Regions from separate parts of the Gossypium hirsutum genome. Here region 1 is linked to region 2. A link is a contact called in public Hi-C data. All regions are on one chromosome and are shown on one strand. The core of a region is the stretch at or near the end of the contact, and the rest is flanking DNA. Distances in the headings are between cores, read along the strand shown. Region 1 holds the start of LOC107915063 (probable pectate lyase 1). Region 2 holds the start of LOC107915059 (3-ketoacyl-CoA thiolase 2, peroxisomal).

Region 1 (2,700 bases), core at 127-2,626, 180 kb after region 2:
AATTGTTTTATCTACATCATGAGAATGTCTTAAAATTAGACATGGTGAAAAAATAATATCACATAAAATGACGATAAAAAGAATTGTATTTAAAGATTTATAAAAACAAATTATTAAAAGCATCTAAAAATCAAATATCTTTTAGAATCATATCTACTAGTGGGTGTCTAAATATGTTACTTAAAATGATATGTAAGAGCCATGTGAAGAGAGAGAAAATAGAATATCATTTTCGTATCCTTTTAGTTGAATCTTGTTTGGAGTCAAAATCCCCTCACTTCCTCAAGGCCGTGATTGGCGCACACGTAACTTTGCTACCACCAAAATTCCAATTTATTTCTTCTTCTTTTTTAAATAATAATTCTTCTTAATCCCTCTACTCTCATAACGTTTCCTTAACTTAATCTACCTGTTCTCAGTGCAATAATATATTTTTATAAAAAAAATTTATCAATTCTGATAGGAACTACCAATCACAATAATATCTGGACTAGAATTTTTAAATCAGAAAAGTAAGAGGGTTGAATTTTTAACTTTTAAGAGTTAATTGCACCAAACTATTACCTTCATTCTAAATTGGTTCCTAAACTTCAAAATGTTCTAATTACTATTATTGAAATAGTTAATTTAATCATTAAATGACATGTAAATTATTATGTGAAATAATTTAAAATGAAAATTTTAAAGAAAAGTAAAATGTTATTGCGTAACTTTTACAATTAAAAACTAAAAATAAAGTAAAACCGAACAAAAAGAGAGTGAACGATTGTTTCTGTAGAAGTTTCAAAAATCTCAACACCAAGATCTTTACAACATCCATTTTTACAATATATATTTTCTTAAAAATTTTCATTTTAAGTTATATCACATAAGATCTGACACCTCATTTAATAGTTAAATTAACGATTTTAATAGTTTAAGGATGTAATTAAAACATTTTAAAGTTTGATGAACAATTTAGAATGAGTCATAGTTTCAGGATGTTTAGAGCAAGTATATTAAATTTTAAAATATAAGGACTAAATCTAAAATTCTATAAAAGTACAGAGACTAATAGCATACTTTAAGCCAATATTTATTAATGTGGTTTAATTAAAAAACACATCATTTAATGCCGCAAATTCAGCAGGAAACTGTGTGACATTCTGCTCCCTTCTCCAACCGTACGCCCGTAATATCTGACGTGGCATTATCCAACAGTTAAAATAGTAAAATTATACTTATTTAACCCTGGTGAAAATAGAGTGCGGGAGAGAGACAGTTAGTGGCGGTTAGGTGACTTAGGTTATTTGGTTAAAGTAAACCTACCCAAAAAATTCCAATATTTAATATTTTGGGTATATAATCGGCGTCGTTTGGTCTTTCTGTTTTGGTGTTCACTTTTTTTATTTTTTGCTCGTGGCTCTATAAAAGCCGTTTGCTTGGAGCTTGTACTCTTGACTCTCCCTGCTTCACCATTTCCTTCTTTCCTCTGTCTCTCTCTCAATTTTTCCTCTGTTTGGATAGAGAGAAAGCTTTTAAGTACCGAAGAAGCGGAGAAAACTGCAATGGCGGCTTCCAAGAAATGGTTTTTAGCTTCTTTAGCTGTTCTGTTTTTGTTTCTTGTTGGAGCAATGGCCACAGTACAGACCAACAACGATTCCAGGTCTTTCTCTTCCTTCAACTCAGTTTTCAAGCTTTCTCAGTTTTATTTTAGTAAAAGAAAGAGACAGAGAGTCTCCATTGTGTGTTTTCTTACGGGTTTTCGAATTTGCCTTGCAAAATTGTTGCCTACATTATGTCATTTTATGGTGAATTAGAATACAAAAACTATACAGAATTGTCATTGTTTAGATCTTGAAAAATAGTCTCATTCTCAGAAAGAAAAAAGAACTCTTCCTTTTTAACGGATCCATTAATATTCCCTCTTCAAAAACTTAATACGTCGAAAACGAGATTTCAGAGTCCTCTTTTTTTTTTCTTCAAAAAATGCTAACTGAAAATGGAGCATCACTGCAAAATACTAGAAAATTTCAATTTTCATTTATATTATGTTTATATATTTTTACAGCACTGTGGAGATAGAGAAGCTGCAGAACTCAAAAAACTCAACAATGGCAACTAGGTAATGTAGAGCTTAGAACTAGCCTTCTTTTTATTTATTTATTTATTTTCGTTTTCTTTTTCCAATTCTGATCATCCCAGCCGTTATGTTTATCTCCGTTTAACCATGAAATAACGATCCCATCCGTAGAGATCCAGATCCTTAGATCTCAACCATTTACTCCGTTACTCAATTCAATTCCCGTATATAGAAAAAAAAAAGATTGTATAATGAGGATTGAGGAAGGGCATTTTATAAATTCCCGTCGAGGGGTCCACACGGGGTTTCTGTTTCTTACCCCTTGAAAAACACTTTTGTAACGGTTTTGGAGTACTGTTGGTGGACGACACAGTGAATCCCCTTTAAGCAGTGTGTTCCATAGAATGATTAATCACCAACGAGAATAAGAAAATTAAAATGAAATATTGAGAATAAATTTTATTTAATTGGAATTTGGGTTGGTGTGATTGGGATTTCAGGTCAGAAGAGGTTAAGGTCTTGAATGAACATGCTGTGGCTGATCCAGAGGCCGTAGCAGCCGAGGTTGAGACCATCATTGACATGTGAGTCTCTATAAACATTTCTTTTGAATTGCTAAATATGTAAATAGAGAATGT
Region 2 (2,700 bases), core at 149-2,648:
AAAAGCACACAAGGAGAGTGAGTACCCTTGGGTTAACTGAACCTTCCCATGCCATTGGATTAGTGGTCATAGATTCCAACCCAGCTCCAATGCCTACAATACAAGTAGTTATTAGTAAAAATACAATGTGATAAAGAAATATCATTAGCAGCATAGGTTTCTAACCAATTTCATAAAACCCTGCTTTTATCGCTGCGGCTACATCAGCAACTGCCTGAAGCCCGGATGAGCATTGCCTGTTCACAGTTCTAACAGGCACAGTTTCTGCATCACCATAAGAAGTGCTTACAATCAACCAACATGACAATAACAAAATACAGAACCATAAGAACACAATCAATGATATATATGTATACCAGGGAAGCCAGCATAGAATGCAGCCATCCGACATTCGCTAGCTCGTTGAGATCCTGGTGCCAAGACCGTTCCCACAACAATATCCCCAACTTCACTAGGATTCAAATTTGTTTTCTCTATCACTGCCTAAACTCAAACGTAACAACATAATAATAAATTACTGGAAAAAATAAAAACCGACCACAAAAAGAAAAACCTAAACAAAATTTCTTTCAAGACAAACCCTTAAAACAGGTGCAAGTAAATCATCAGGATAAGTATCCTTGAAACCCCCTCGCTTGGATTTGCAAAGCGCGGTCCTATATGCTCTGTAAAATAAAAATAATAAATTCCATAATTGAAACAAAAAAAGTTCCAAATAATCTCTCAATTATTTACAACAAAAATGTAATGATTATTAATTAGTTAATTCAAAAAGAGTTACTTACGCTACTATCACCACATCATCTCCAAATACATTAGTTCTTTGATAAGCAGCGCTATCTCCAGCTAAACAAGCCGATGCCTGAGGAATTTTTGTCAAGTTTTTTTAATTCATTAGAGAAACAAAAGGAGATCATTTGACAGAAATAATCAAATAATCAAAATTAAATCCATAAATTAAATATTAACGCAGTTTTAAACGTTATCAAAGATGATTCTTCTTCTTTTTTCCCAAAATAGAAAAATAAAATTATTAAAATTTGAAATCGAGATTTAAATTAAGGAATAAAATTCTGAGTCATTGTGTCAAAGTTACACTAAGATTTAGGTGAGAATAGTAAACAGATCTTACAGAGAGGGCAGAGTTGTTTTGGTGCGACGAAAAAGAAGAAGCTGAAGGATTAAGGTGTTGAAGCAAAACTTGCTGTCGGTTGATCGCTTTCTCCATCGTTCCCTGCGTCTAGAAATGAACTAAGATTTCTGTTTGGCGAGGGAGAAAATGCAGGAAAAATAATGGGAAAAGAAGAGGCTTGGACAAGGGAAGTTGGCAAAAGACATTTATAAGGGATACAAAGAAGTCTAATTAAGATAAAGATTTAATTTTATTTATTTAATTATTACAGTAAAAGCAATTGGAGGGTTATGAGTTCTGATTTTGGATGACGATGATATGTAAGCCTTTTCGGCCTCACCTTCGCTATTCCCTTCTCCTTTCAAGCGCGTGTACTTCACACTTCAATCCTGCAACCTAAAATTCGTTTCACCGTGTTTCGTAATAATTATAGTATTAAATCATTTTCCTTAAATTGGTCAGTTTGATTGAATGAATTGATTTTTTGAAAAATTATTTCTAATTTTTTCAGCGTTTGATTGGCGGAAAATATTTTTCATTTGGAAAATGAACTCCAAAATAAGAGAAAATGGGTTACATTTTAGGGAAAATGTCTTACCTTTTCAATTTCCGTATGACATTTTCTGTGCTCTCCTCTCTATCGCCTCTTTCATTCCTTCTTTCATTTCCGGTAGAAAATTACTTCTGTTTATCGATTTTCCAGTAACATGTTTTTTTAATTATTCAATACTTGTTTTTTAACACAATTACAAATAATTTATTTGATATTATTTTTTTCAATTTATAACGATTAATATTGTAGCTTAATGATTGAGTATTATTATAAATAAATCATTGCAATATATGTAAAAATAATTTAAAATATAAAAATTTATTAATATATAACAATATATGTAAAAACAATTTTTTCGAAAAATATTTCCAGGAAATCTGCCAAACAGCTGAAAATATTTTACACAGATTCAATCAAATACCAGAAAATATTTTCCAGTAAATCACTTTACAAAAAAATAAAATATTTATCGGGAAATCATGTATCCATCAAATTTCATTAACATTTATCGGGCTTTGTCGGATATGTAATCAATTTCATATAAATAGCAATTACACAATTCACATATACAATATTTAATTCAAACATATAAATATGCATAATTTAGTTACACGAACTTATCTTGACAAGTGTTTGTTGCTCTATTGTCTACTAATCCGACACTTTCTCTTTTCCTCGATCTAATTCTGTATTTTGTCTATCTGGATCTATATGAGTAAATTTAACTCAATTTAATACAATTCATATTCAATTCAATTCAATTCACATCTTAGGCAAAACTATCATTTTTCCCTTATACTTTTATTTAATTACGATTTCATCCCTAGGCTCAGAAAAATGAAATTCATGCAATTTAATCCTTATTCCAAGCCTAGCCAATTTTTACATGTCATAATAGCAGCCCATATATTTCACAAAATTTAGAATTTTTCCATGAATTTTACATCTTTACAATTTAGTCCCTAAATCACAATTTCATAAAAATTTACTTTACAAAAGTTGTTTATCTATCAAC

The links. A called contact is a pair of places that touch in the nucleus more often than the background predicts.
Region 1: a contact with region 2 is called in a Hi-C map of leaf, with 2.5 times the contacts expected there. The contact joins the promoter of LOC107915063 here to the promoter of LOC107915059 in region 2. A contact is called at or near these places in 7 of 34 Hi-C or Micro-C datasets (anther, callus, hypocotyl and 1 more).

The regions. Positions count from the first base shown.
Region 1 is chrD10:31,315,199-31,317,898 of Gossypium_hirsutum_v2.1, forward strand. It overlaps LOC107915063 (probable pectate lyase 1), which reads left to right and starts at 1,377. Exons shown (of 6, transcript XM_016844176.2): 1 at 1,377-1,645; 2 at 2,051-2,104; 3 at 2,563-2,646. The coding sequence starts at 1,548.
Region 2 is chrD10:31,137,525-31,140,224 of Gossypium_hirsutum_v2.1, forward strand. It overlaps LOC107915059 (3-ketoacyl-CoA thiolase 2, peroxisomal), which reads right to left and starts at 1,399. Exons shown (of 14, transcript XM_016844171.2): 1 at 1,133-1,399; 2 at 786-862; 3 at 581-665; 4 at 357-483; 5 at 166-264; 6 at 26-93. The coding sequence starts at 1,228.